2 separate regions of the Mus musculus genome follow, and region 2 is linked to region 1. A link is a contact called in public HiChIP or PLAC-seq data. All regions are on one chromosome and are shown on one strand. Each heading gives the region's core, a stretch centred on a gene start, on an enhancer-like site or on the middle of the called end of the contact. The rest is flanking DNA. Distances are from core to core; before and after follow the strand shown.

What was found. HiChIP or PLAC-seq counts read pairs in DNA pulled down with a chosen protein or histone mark.
Region 2: an H3K4me3 HiChIP or PLAC-seq map of embryonic stem cells shows a contact between it and region 1, with 12 read pairs. The contact joins the promoter of Zfp345 here to the promoter of 3300002I08Rik in region 1. A contact is called at or near these places in 2 of 115 datasets of contacts at active chromatin or transcription factors (the 230-238 cell line and embryonic stem cells).

Annotation. Positions count from the first base shown.
Region 1 is chr2:150,358,671-150,366,080 of GRCm38.p6, forward strand. It overlaps 3300002I08Rik (RIKEN cDNA 3300002I08 gene), which reads right to left and starts at 4,095. Exons shown (of 4, transcript NM_027017.1): 1 at 3,918-4,095. The coding sequence starts at 3,974.
Region 2 is chr2:150,482,206-150,489,615 of GRCm38.p6, forward strand. It overlaps Zfp345 (zinc finger protein 345), which reads right to left and starts at 2,858. Exons shown (of 4, transcript NM_001034900.3): 1 at 2,775-2,858. The coding sequence starts at 2,777.

The sequences.
Region 1 (7,410 bases), core at 2,845-5,344:
CAGCAAATCTTGACTACACAGCAGAAGGAAAGGGTGAGCTACAGGAGATGTTGCTCTAAACACACACAGATAGGAAACATCTTTAGAAAAAGGAATGAATTTCTTAATGAATGGGAAACACTGGCGAATAAAAATGAGGTCAGAATGGCGATGCGTAAAGAATATGAAAATTTAAAAGTAATACCAACAATTGACTTTTTAAAAAAGACAACTATTGCTGAGGGCCAGCCCAATGTGTGGTGTTTCTTTTCTGGTGGGTTCATCTTACGGTAGTGGTGGGGGAAGAGTGAAGGTGGAGGGTAAGACTTTGTCTTATGAGTTTCTGAAGTAAGACTTTGTCTTATGAGAAATTTAGGGTTGCTGTATAATAAAAAGTTTACTTATCTAAGTTTAAGTAACTATGCCATTGTAGCTGACCTGCCTTCTGTGATCCTGAAGCCAGAAACTGCAGTTTCTGGCACTTAGCACCTCTTCCTCAAGCCACAAAGGATTCAGTAAATAGCCTTTGTTCTATCTCAGCAGGGATTGCTGGGATCTAACTTTCAGCCTCCTCCTTGGAAGTCTCAGGAAGAGAAGACATTAGAGAAGTGATTATAGAATTTATTACTAGTTGTAAAAAGTTTCTTATAAAAACTAATTAAGGGGGAAAGGTTCCTTAGTCGGGAAACAAAAAAAAAAAAAAAAATCCTCTAAGGTTAGTATAACTGGGGAAAGGCAAAGTCTCCTCTATTGATCTCTTTGTCCTCAGTACTTATACATCTTCCAGAATACAAGATCACATGTTACAAAGTTCATCACAAGTTCACACAAAAAAATCAAATTGTAAATTGAAATAGAAGTTTACAACAGCGAATGTTTACATGCATATCCATTAGGAGTAATTATATGGCTAAACATCCATCACCTGTCTGAGCTCCACAGGTTCACTGAAGGTTTAAAACCATAACTAATGTATTAGTGAAGTTTTGTATAGATAAAGCCAGTTGAAATTTTATCTTCTGTCCTAGTACCTATAATAAATCATTAGTTGCTTTTTAATGACCTTTGGTTAATTGTTTTACAACCTCTTGGAATGTGCTCTGAGTAGGAGAAAGTCTGGTTACCATCTAACAGAAATTAACTGGTGACACCTGAGAGACTGGCAGAGTTCTCATTGCAGCTTTGACTATCAGAAAGGGACCTAATAGAAGTCCCATTATAAAAGAGCTTAATAATCACAGATATAATTTTAGGAATTCTTATAGGATCATCATAAAGACTTAAGTCATTTATTAGTCTACATAGCATCACTACCAGACAGTACATCTTTGTGGATCTGCAGAGGGGTGTGTTCCTACTTAGTGATTGTTATATATGTTTAATAATAACAGGAAAAGCATATTAATAGCAGAAACCTTTCCCAAAATTAGTCCCTCACAGCCTAGCTTAATGAGGGCTCACCTGTCGCAGATTATATAATAATCCGAGGCAGGCCACTTCAGGATGATCACCTGCTAGTTATTAGCTTGTCCCATTACGGCTCCTGACAAAATATAATTGAAAGAACACATAGGGATAATGATTTTGAAAAGAGCTGGCCCTTCCCTGTTAGAAGGAATGGCATTAATATGATAGTGTTTGACCTTGTCCCTATGTGCAAAGTTAGCTGCTGAGATCTCTAACCTGACACACAGCCAATAACATGTGTTTCAAATTTCTGAGCTGACTTAACTGTGTCAACAAGGACTGGAAATATCTATATACATCCCTTAAATGGAAATTCAGTATTCACTTATCTCAGGTTAAATTGTACACCACCAATTTTAAAACACTGTTGTGGTAAAATTCTTCATCTCAAAAATTTAGAAAGTTTCTTCATCAATAGGAAAGCAAGGTCACTGCCTGGGGAGCATGAGACTGGGATCAATGGTGCCTGAGTCAACATAGCTTGTCATAGAAACACTTCTAGTACAGGGAAGAAGATGCAGCTCTCCTAGAATAAGATACCTTCCCCAGGAGCAATCACTCCACAAACAATTACAAGATTAATTAAGAAAAATCTCTTTAATTGCAGCATATATTCAGCTCTGGCTAATGCTTAGAGAAGAGACAGCCCAGAACAGATTTTACATTCCACATATGCTGTCTCATGTAAGTGTGTCTTAGGTTCCAGCCCTGGGCAATGTTTTAAACAATTTAAATATGGACTAGAGACTGCAAGTCCCACAGATGGGAGACTTACACAGAATAGATATAATCTGAATTATTTCTTAGATAAATCAGTGCCCTGAAACAGCAGATCATTCATCAGTGACAGGGTTCTGAGATAGAGGAGCCAGAAGATGCGAAGGTTGGAAAAGTTGAAGGAAGAAAGTATCAAAGCTGGGATGGGGATGTCTTGGACGGGCTCTGTCTTATGCCACACAGGCTTCTGGAGAATATCATCCTGTATACTTCTTACAGGGACAAAATGGAACAAAATAGGAGACTTGTGTCAAGTCAGCACAAACTACCATGAATGGGAAAAACACAGGAAGGATCTAATAGAAGAACGTTGTACAAAAGGAACACTGAACCTCTCAAAAACATTCCTGACCAAGCCCACACTGGACTCGGGACTGATAACCATAGCCGCATGTGGTGGGATCTCAGGGTCTGAAGCAAGCCATCCCCGAAGGCCCTGGAGGCCCCGAAGGCCCTGGCCCCAGACCACCACCCGCTCTCCCAAGCACCATCCTTGCTTTAGAGAAGGAGCTCTATTTTATTCTCAGCACTTCAGGGCCTTAGGGGAAGCCCCTAAGCCTAAGCCCCAGGCTGTCATTGGCTCTGGAGACTGAGAAGGGGCTGGGCCATTCTCCATTCATGAAGGCCTCATAGAAAGCCTCCCTGGACCAGGCCAGTCCTCAGCACAGCAGTGGTTTTCCTTTTCAGTTATCACCAAGTGTGGTCTTGTCCACATGGCAAAACTATGCTTTGCTTAAGAAGAAAACCAGGGGGCTGGCTAGATGGCTCAGTGGTTAAGAGCACCGACTGCTCTTCCGAAGGTCCCGAGTTCAAATCCCAGTAACCACATGGTGGCTCACAACCATCCTAAACGAAATCTGATGCCCTCTTCTGGAGTGTCTGAGGACAGCTACAGTGTACTTATATAAAAGAAAGAAAGAAAGAAAGAAAGAAAGAAAGAAAGAAAGAAAGAAAGAAAGAAAGAAAGAAGAAAACCGGATCTTTATGGCACACCAGGCCTTAATGTTGGTCGTGACCCTATTTTGCCCCTTAGAGCCACTTGCTAGAGGCCTGTTCTTTGATATCAGGATGGCCCTAGTTCATGATTGTAAACCAGATTTGTCTCCTTTGTTATGGTTTATAGACAAATGTCTGGACAATCTTGGTAATCAAACACATATACTAGCATCCTATTATCCGTGGGGTGTTTTAGAGGCAGTCCTCCCTCAGCTACATTCTACTTGGTGTCACTATAAGTTTTGGTAAATCCTTTACATCATCAATTTTACGCTTCTAAATCACAGCTCAACATTGGAGTGCTACCCAACACACGAGGTGCCTTTTACAGCTTCCACAAAATCAAAGCCAAAGGGATCTTACACTTGCAAACCTACATATTAAAGGGCTAAATGCTAAGGCCAGAACTTCCTGAAGATACAGAGAAACTAAAGCTCTCCGCGTCTGGCTTCTTGCCAAGGATGTTTCTACACAGAAGCCCTTTCCCCAAATGCTTTGTGCAGATGCAGCCACCCTAGTGAGGTTATTCAGAGGCCACCTCCGGCTCCAGGGAGAGAACAGGACCACAGGGAACCTCACAGGCCTCTGCTTTTGTCAGGCTGCTGTTTATCACGGAGCCCCGGGGAAGACCCATGACAGCAGCTCCCTCTGCTCAGCCCCCTGCTCTTTCCTTTTGTTGGACATGGCCCTGCACTTACCATGTCGGGACTTGCCTGAGCTCTCCTCACGGGACTCCGCGGCGGCACACGGAACATGCCAAGCAGAAATACTCAGGATTGCCCTGCTTCACAGAAAGGGCCATACAGAAACCCTCGGGATTTATCTGCTTCATAAAGGAACTAGCAGGAAAGCTTCCGGTAAAGCCCGCCTTCTTCTCTGATTGGCAGGACCGCCTCCATGTGCTGATTGGCTAGTGAGTCTTGAGTAACATAAGCACCACAATTAGGGTTAGAGTGCACTGAAGGGACACAGTGGATTAGTCCTGGGCACAGTCAGAAGCCAGTCCTTTTGCAGATCTGCAGAGCTTTTCATTTCAGTACATCTTGTGTCTGTTTTCCCACCTAGGTCCGGGGAGGATCCACAACTCCAGCTTCCGGTCGGCTACCTGCTTTCCCCTTTGTGGGCAGTGACCCTGTGCTACTTTGTTGCAACTTTGAAGCTGTCCTGAGCTCCAATCACAGCACTAAGTAGGCACTTCCCCTTCTTCCTCCTGTAATCTAGGTCCATAAACTGTGTAGCCCATTTCTCAACTTACCGTGGAGTTATCAACCTGTCCCACAAGTGGAAGGGTGCCCAGAGTATTAACAATTACAGAAGTATATTAAGAGACAAGAGTTTTTGTTTTGTGTCTTCTTCAGGGTTCAGGAAAACTACAAGTACTTTTTACACCTAATACTTATGAGTCAACCATCAGAACCAAGCAGGAACCATATGACAAACACTGTGAAGCACTCTAATTAACCAATAAATCTTCCTCAGTGTCTGGTAAAATAAAATAAACAAACAACAAAACCGACATCTATTTTAGTAAAATTTCTCTAGATAAAGAGAACTCGAATGGTCAAGAAGCGCCTAAGGAAATGTTGAACATTCTTAGTCATCAGGGAAATGCAAATCAAAACAACCCTGTGATTCTACCTCACACCAGTCAGAATGGCTAAGATCAAAAAGTCAGGTGACAGCAGATGCTGGCTAGGATGTGGAGAAAGAGGAACACTCCTCCATTGCTGGTGGGATTGCAAGCTGGTACAGCCACTCTGGAAATCAGTTAGGTCATTCCTCAGAAAATTGGACATAGTACTACCTGAGGACCCAACAAGATTCTCCACCATATAACAAAGACACATGCTCCACTATGTTCATATCAGCCTTATTTATAATAGCCAGAAGCTGGAAGGAATCCAGATATTCCTCGAGAGGAATGGATACAGAAAATGGGGTACATTTACACAATGGAGTACTACTCAGTTATTAAAACAATTAATTTATGAAATTCTTAGGCAAAGAGATGGATCTAGAAGATATCATCATGAGTGAGATAAGCCAATCACAAAAGAACACACATGATATGTACTCAATGATAAGTGGATATTGGCCCAGAAACTTGGAATGCCCAAAATACAATTCACAAACCACATGAAACTCAAGAAGAAGGAAGACCAAAATGTGGAGACTTTGATCCTTCTTAGAAGGGTGAACAAAACACCCATGGAAGGAGTTACAGATTCAAAGTGTGGAGTACAGACTGAAGAAATGACCATCCAGGGACTGACCCACCTGGGGATCCATCCTATATACAATCACCAAACCCAGACACTGTTGTGGATGCCAACAAGTGCTTGCTAACAGGAGCCTGATATAGCTCTCTCCTCAGAGGCTCTGCCAGTGCCTCACAAATACAGCAGTGGATGCTCACATCCATCCATTAGACTGAGCATAGGGTCCCCAATGAAGGAGCTAGAGAAAGGACCTAAGGAGCAGAAGGGGTTTGCAGCCCCAAAAGAGGAACAACAATATGAACTGACTAGTACCCCCAGAGTTCCCAGGGATTAAACCACCAACCAAAGAAAACATATGGAGGGACTGGTGGGTTTAGCTGCATATGTAGCAGAGGATGGTCTAGTCGGTCATCAATGGGAGGAGAGGCCCTTGGTCCTGTGATGGTTCTATGCCCCAGTGTAGGGGGATGCCAGGGCCAGGAAGCGGGAGTGGGTGGGTTGGTGAGCAGGGGGAGAGGGGAGGGTATATGGGGAGGGTGTTTTTTTCAAAGGGAAAACCAGGAAAGGGGATAACATTTGAAATGTAAATAAAGAAAATATCCATTAAAATGAACTAGATTATCATCATCATAGTTACTATATTATAATTAAAATTAAGTGTTTTATTTTTAAAAATAATTGATAGTCTCAATCTCTCTATCATGTTGGAAATGAATTTATTTGAATGGCTCAAGAGCTGTGTCATTCTACTATCCCAACAGTGCCTTTCTACCAATGAAAATTTAAGAATCTACTCATTGTTTAGTCCATGTGGCTGCATGCCTCAGCTGGTCTTTAGTTTATATCAGAATTGCAAAAAAATTAAGCCCTAATGCCAGTTTTTAAAAAATTAACTTGCTAGCCAGAGGTAGGGCAGGCAGACAAAGAGAAAGATCTTCAGTCTTCAATCTCCTTTGTATATGTAGGCTGCCATAACAAGCTGTGATCTAGATAAAAGGTGGATTTTATCAACTCAAAGATCCATATTATATAAGGGCACTCCCATTTCAAAAGGTACAATTAAGAAAATTACCCACAATAGCCAACTATTTGGATTTTGGCTAATTCCAGATATATTTAACTTGACTACCAAGAATAGCCAGTGCAACTATCTAGACAAAGACAGATAAGATTTTTTTTTCTTGTGGCATGCACTGAGAGCATGAGAGCCATTTCCAAAGCAACGATTTTCTTCTAAAAAAGAAAGCATTGAGTCTTTACTTAGGGAATGTGGATACGTTCACATAGAGATTTGCCTACTCCTAAACATGCTAAGTTCTTCTCATGAACTTGGTCACAAGGTAATAGCAGAGATTTTTAAAAGGATCCTTAGCACAAAGTCATGCAGAAAACATATGTAAATTATAAAAATGATGGACAGAAATGTCTGTGAGATGTCCTTCTTGTACTACAAGGTCTTAACTGAAAAGCAAGTAAATGACACTGTGAAAGTAGTTTGCTCAGGAGCCAATGCTACATGGTAATATCATTACTTGTAGTCTAAGAAACAAAGGTAAAAATACCACAAGTCTCACATATAGAAAGTAAAAAGATCACAAATACCAAGGACCGAACTTGTCTAGGTACGGGTTCCTAAGAGTATGGTATTTGAGAGCAGCAGGAAAACAAGCAACTTGAAATCCAATCATGGGTCCAAGATGGCAGCTTGTGTTTGGAGGGGTGTTCTACTCTGCTTTAGCCCTTTCTTGATATTCTAAAAACGCTCTGGTTGAAACAGCAATCTTTCTGCTCACAACAGGTCTCTCTCTGTATTTTTTATAAGAATTCTTGCATCTACTGGCCAAGTAAAAAAAGAAAACTTTTAAAAGTAATTCTTGGGTTATCAAAATCAGAAAGCAAATAAACAACAACAACAACAACAGTAGTAGTAGTAGTAATAATTCTAAAAGAGCTGTTTTTGTTCTTCAGACAC
Region 2 (7,410 bases), core at 1,608-4,107, 120 kb after region 1:
AGGTAAAACTAGCCCCACTGAAGCCTCACAGAGAACAATGTTGAAAAATAATTTAATGTGTGCTGCCTGCCACATGGATTATATCACAAGATGTGCAATCTGTCTTGTCCACCTACCCAACACCATGCACACCTGAGAAGTTATGCATCATAGAGACGCCTTTTGTCCTCTGGAACTGAATTTCCATGAATACCATTGTAAATGGAGGCAGTGGAAAGGTAAGAGGATTCTAATCAAACACTACTGAAGGATGACCCCTATCACTTTCTTTCTACTAATTCCAAAATTATTTGTCCCAAATAACTGAATGTGGACGTTTCTGAAATTCTAGAAACCAGACCTTCATTCTTCCAATGTCTTCCTACTACGTATCAAAAGCAATTCTTGCATGTACACACTGAAAAATGACAGTATGAACACCACAGACTTCCACTACCAGTGCTCTACAGCGCCCCCCCCCCCCAATTGGAATTCAGGCTCGGGGAGGTCAGAGGCCAAGGGCCTCTGAGCATTTCACCACATGAACCAATCAATCCATAATCTGTCCCACAGTCCATTTCAGTGTCAGCATGGCATGGCTTGTGGTCTTCCTCCCAGCTTGCTACAGATGCATCGGAGGGGAATCCTGGAAAGAACCTGCAAGCTACCTTCCAATGCTGTGCCTGATTGTTAGGCCTACCCAGGGTCCCTCCTTAGTTTACAAAACTCAGATAGACTCAGGCCAGCTGCAGCCCCTCTACTGGGGGATCAGAGAGCAAATGCCTCAGCCAGCTGAAACCTTTCCAGATCTGCCTTTCCACTCTATGTGCACACAAAGCCCTGGTCTGGAGAAATTGTATTTAACAGAATGTTCCAGTCTCCCAGAGCACTTGTTTTCCTTTTTCCAGGCACAGGGTCCTTTGTTTGCATATTCCTTTACACATGCCATGTTCAGTAGAGCCATGTCTGCTTCATAGTTGGGAAGTCCTGCAGCCAAACTGCAGTCACATTAGAACAGTAGCAATAGTTAAAAGAAAAAGTGCCTATGAATTTCTTAACAAGGAGTGCTTAATGGGAGGTGAATGAAAAAAAAAAAAAGAAAGATTAAAGGATACAACCGCTGGTATGTATGGTAGAATAGAAAGTTTATTATACATAAAAGAGAGAACATAATCAAAGCCAGGAATATCTAGGAGAACAGAGTACAAAGTGAACATGACTCTAAACCATGTGGAGAAGGAGAGAAGCAAGATCCAGACAAAGAGATCAAGATGACAGATTAATAATAATGACAGTTTAATAATAAAACAAACAGGTAATCAAAAAGGTTGGATTGCATAAGGAATGGCAGCTGGGTGAAGGGCAGCCCTACCGCTGGGCTAGAGGGTGAGGTATGCCAGCCATATGACATAATAGGTAGGGACTGAGGTCTGCTGACAGCCTGTTCTGCTGTGACTTGTTAAATAAGCTCCTCAACCAATTGTCCAAGGGTTTCAGACTTATTTGCAGGGAGAAAGAAGAATGATATGATTGAATTATACTTGCAAAGATTATTTTTACAAGTTGAAACACACTTTACGGTCCAATATTCTTCAGGGACTAAGCATAAGTACTAGAGCACTCCAAGTCTTTTCTCTCACATGCTCTATTTTCAGACAGGAAAATTAACATTCCCGTTAGGCACACCACATCAGATTGTCTAGATCTTGTGTTCTTTGAACTAGTGTAAATATGGAAATTTGGTTTCTAGAAATAAGTTCAGTTCCTCGCCCACTTTTCTGAGTGCCCTGCTCTAGGAACCCACCAAGATCACCGGTTTGTACTTTTACTGATTGTCTAAAATTGATTACCTGACTACTCATTGCTATTGTCAACTACTGTCAAAGTAGAAAGGCCCTCACCTTCCTTCTTCCCCCTCCTTTTCTCTGCTGTGATTACACCAGCTTCAAAATTGATCAGAGAACTCAATGCTTACACAGGCCCCTCTCTTTTTGTAATCCCCTCACCCCAATCCAGCGATGTTGGAGGACACCAATTCACTGGTCTATATCTCTTCTCATTGACCTGAGTCCAGTCAACACCATGCCTGAGTATTGGTTGTGACCCTATAATGCCATCTTGAGCACCTTGTTAGGTGCCTGTTCTTTGCTATCAAGATGGGCCTTGTTGTTGATTGTAAAGGAAAGCTGTCTCTATTTTTATAGTTTGGAGACAAATGTCTGGACAATCCTGGTAAACAAACACACCCATACTGTTCTCTAGCAGGCCGGGTTAGCATGCTATGTACCTGGGGGGGGGGGGTGTTTTACAGGCAGTCCTCTCTCTGCTACTTTCTACTTGGTGCCACTTCCTACTTCCCAATTAAGTCTTTAGCATCATCAATTCTACTCTTCTACATCACAGCTTAATATTGAAGTGCTACTCAACATATGATAGGGCTTTTACAGCCTCCACAATATTAACTCCAAATGGATCTTACACCTCCATATTAAATGCTACAGGCAGAACTTAGAGAAAATAGAGAAACTGCGGTTCTCAGGGTTGGCATCCTGCTAAGTATTTTTTGGGCACACAAGCCCCTGCCCCAAATGCTTTGTAAAAATACAGCTCCCATAATAAGCTTCTTCAGAGGCCACCGCCAGGTACAAGGAGAGACTAGAACCACAAAGGACCTCACACATGGCCATATCTGTCTGGCTGCTGCTTACAGTCCAGCTGCTGGGAAAACCCACCACATGTGCACCCTTTACTAAACCGCTTGCTCCTCCCTTTGTGGGAGATGATCCTGCACTTACCATGTCCGGAAATTTTAAGCTTTTCAGAGCTCCCTCACAGCACCCAGCAGAGGCACTCAGGACACACCGCAGAGAAACCTTCTTTCAGGCTCAGATTCAGACAGGAACTTACAGGCTTGGTAACAGGAAGAGCGTCCTCTTCTCCTGAGTGGCAGGCCCGGCTGGAGGTTCTGATTGGCTAGTGCGTCTTGAGTGACATGAGCACCACCCTTAGGGGTCTAGTGTACTGAAGAGAAACTACCTAGTGTACCTAGTGGTTCCATCTTGGGAGCAGTCCTTTTCCAGATCAGCTGATTTGCATTTCAGTAGCACAGTGCCTGTCCTCCAATAGCCTGCGGGTCTCTCCTCCCACAGTGCACCTCAGAGGATCTACAACTCCAGATACCTGCTGCTCAACTGCCCATTTCTCCCCACTATGGGCAGCAACCCTGTGTTCACAACTTTGCAAAATTGGACTTTTTCTGAGCTCCCAGTACTCAGTAATCACTTCCCCTTCTTTCTCCTGCAATCAAGCTGGATAGCTTGCATAGCCGATTTATCCCTTCCAGTGGTGCTGAGTCCAATTCCCAGCAAGGATATGGTGGCTCACAGCCATCTGCAGTGGTGTCTGATGCCCTCTTCTGGTGAGTCTGAAGAGAGCAATGGTATACTCATATACATAAAATAAATAAATCATTTTTTTTAAAGAAATTTAAAAAATCAACCAACAGTGGAGTTATCAATCTGTCCCTCAAGTGGATGGGTATCCAGAATATTAACAACTAAAGAAGATTTTTGGAAAGAAAATTTTGTTTTGTGGTTTCAGGCTGAATTCAGGCAACCTGCACATATATTTCACCTGATGGTAATGAGACAACTCTCAGAGCAAAGCAGGAAACACATGACAAACACTGTGGAGCCCTCTTGTAAACCAGCACATACATCTTCCTCAATGGGTCTGTAAAGCAAACAAAACAACAACAACAAACCCGCGGCTCTGTTAGTGAAGGATTTTCAGATGAACAGAACTGATAGAACGAAACTTTCTATTATGTAGAAAATGGATTTATTAGAATGATTCATTATGTTCCACTAGTCCAACAATGGCTAACTACTATGGACAGTTGAAGAATCCAATAGTGACTAGATGTCTCCGCTGGTCTTCAGTATATACCTGAATTTCAAAGAGATAGGTTCTGATGCCAGAAAAATTCCTAGCAAGCAGACTAAGAAAGATCTACCATCTTCAGTCTCCTTTATATATATATGTAGGCTACCATCACAAGCTGTGGCCTTGATTAAAGGTGGATCTTATTACATCAAAAGACCCAGATTAAGAATAATTGTTCCCAAGTCTAAAAATATAATTTAGGAAAACATCCCATAGTACCCAACTCTTTGGGTTTTAGTTAATCCCAAATGTGGTCAGTTTGACTACCAAGAATATCTTGCAAAAAGCCTAAGGAAGAACAGCTGAGAAAGCTTTTTTCCTGTGGAAGGTAAGGAGAGCATGGGAGCCATTTCCAAAGCAATGATTTTCTTCAACCAAGGAAGCATTGTGATTTTACTTACAGAATCTGGATACATTCACATAAGGGTTTGCCTAATCCTAAACTTGCTAAGTTAAATCCTCTTATGAACTTGGTCTCAAGGTAAAAGCAGAGATATTGAATGGCATTCTTAGCTCAAAGTCATGCAGAATTATATGTAAATTATAAAAATGATGGACAGAAATGCTTGTGGGGTATTCATCTTGTACAAGGTCTTGGCTGAAAATCAAGTAAATGACACAGTAAAAGTAGATTGCTCAGGGGCCAGCTACCTGTTAATCATGATCTGTGATGTAACAAATAAATGTATCAATGCCACAATTTTCACATATACATAGGACAAAGCAAACAAATTCAGAAAACCTCAAGGATACTTCTCAGTATATATATCAGTGTATCTGTTGAGAATCTCTCTCTCTCTCTCCTCTGTGTGTCTGTCTGTGTGTCTGTCTGTCTCTGTCTCTCTCTCTGTGTGTGTGTGTGCGTGTGTGTGTGTGTGTGTGTGTGTGTCCACCATGGACCACCCCAGTCGGATATTGCATCCGTGGAATGAGGGTCCTTGTAGTTAGGTGGGTAAGCATTTGGCGGTGACAAACAGAAACACGGAGGCAGTTTGGATCTGAGTGTATCTTGCAGCTGCCAAGCAGGGAATTTTATACATTAAAAAGCAAACAAACAAACAAACATTACATCTTTTAGAAACTGTAAATAGTGAAACAATCACAAATACCAACAAACCCGGGCGTGGTGGCGCACACCTTTAATCCCAGCACTTGGGAGGCAGAGGCAGGTGGATTTCTGAGTTTGAGGCCAGCCTGATCTACAGAGTTCCAGGATAGCCAGGGCTAGCTATACAGAGAAACCCTCTCTCGAGAAAAAATAAAAAATACCAACAAAAAATCATTTGGCACAGTAAAGCACAATAATCATCCAAGCATTACAACTCTGAAACTATGTATTCAGTGAGTCACAAACAGAACAGGTAAAATGAATATTAATATAAATCATAAAAATATAACAATTCTAAAAGGATGTATTCAGTGGGGCAGTCATTCAAGGCTAGTAGCATATTTCCAAGAGCAGGTTAATAAATCTTTATGGTCAATACTTTTAAGCACTGAGCTAATTCTCCAGCCCCATGGTCAATTATTATTTAACATCTAATGCCTGATTTTTTATAAATCTTCAACGCATAAATTTAAACTATTTAAATTCCTTCTAATTAAGGCTTTCTTTACCATATAGTAAAACCCACCTCCAATGACACACGTGTAGCCATATGAAATTTTATTGTTGGGAAAGTTTTTATCTATCTTAATAGTTTTGTAAATGATTTCAAAATTAAAGTGTTGGTTTTCTTGGGGATAAGGTCATGTTAGAGACCCCATTTCTAGGGATGCTTTCTTACTCATTATTCTCCCTTAAGATCTTGGCCTAGGCTACCAGGAACATATAAATAAGAAAAGGAATAAGAGAAAACAAAACAGATAGATTGCCATGAGAACTACAGCTCAATATTTTTTCTCCATTGAAGAGTTTTACAACCAGTTCCAGGAGGCCTCTGCCTTTTGAGGTCAATTGCCTCAGTCTGTGGAACTTGCCACACAGATCCTATTGGAGGTGGTGTGGCATATAAAAATATATATATATATATATACATATATATATATATATATATATATATATATATATACACATATATATATATATGTATATATATCCATCTGTTGAGGCAGATGTCACTTACCTTTTACTATAGAGGTAGATATACATACACACACACACATAGAGACAGACAGAGAAACAGACATATAAAGGCACAAAACTTTCTATACTGTACAAAGTTTACATTACAGTTATTCAAATGTTGATTTCTCTTCCCCCATCTTTTGTCAATCCAGAGGAGACATTGTAATGCTTCTACCAAGAATCTGGTTTCAAGTTTTTGTAAACAGTTCTTTCCCTTTATTCTCTGTCTTGTCTTTTTTTTTTTTTTTTTTTTTTTTTTTTTGGTTTTTCGAGACAGGGTTTCTCTGTGTAGCCCTGGCTGTCCTGGAACTCACTCTGTAGACCATGCTGGCCTCGAACTCAGAAATCCGCCTGCCTCTGCCTCCCAAGTGCTGAGATTAAAGGCGTGCACCACCACGCCCAACTCTCTCTGCCTTGTCAGTAAGTGCTGGTCATCCAATAGCTGAGAAGAATCAAAGTAGAGTGGGACATCCAGTTGCAGAGGGAGGAGAGAAGGAGAGGAGATGTCCTAGGAGGACAGAGAAATTTGAGCCATGAAAGGGGGTCTGAAGAGCCAGATCAATAATAATATGCACAGGGTATGGTGGCGCATGCCTTTAGCCTTTAATCCCAGCACTCGGGAGGCAGAGGCAGGCGGATTTCTGAATTATAGGCCAGCCTGGTCTACAGAGTGAGTTCCAGGATAGCCAGGGCTAGACAGAGAAACCCTGTCTTGAAAAACCAAAAAAATAAAAATAATAATAATAATATGCAAGTAGCATGGAGGTAGTCAGATTAGCATATAAGGTAAGGATAGATCACTTAATTGATCAGCTATTGAGTTGCAGTTTTAAATAAATCTTGATTTCCCTGTGCAGGTATTGGGGACTAACACAAGGTAAAGAAAAACTAACACAAGATTAACTCACTTTTCATATTTATATTAAAATTAATTCATAATCATATACAACATACAAAAATAAACACACACACACATATTGACCAAGCCAACTCATTTAGTCAATGGGTTCTCCGGGTGAAAAAGTATAACGTAAAAACAAAATTCTAGGCCTTTAGGCCCAGGCTTGAGAATGTGACCTTTGTGACTCAATGCTCCAAGGTATGCTAATCATAAAACAGATAGCGACATTCCTCCACCCACCCGCTTCCTGGGTTCAAGGAGTGTTCTTTCAAAGAAAGTCACCCTGACCCACCCTGACCATTGCTAGAACCTGCTATGCAAAGGTGCTATTGTTAGAGGCTCCTAGAAAACTGTCTTGACTTTCCACTTCCTTGTGACTCTCAACTTGTATTTTTGGTATTTTCCAACTACACCCTCCCACCTCCTTGAGTTGTGGTTTCTTCCTTTAAATACCCCC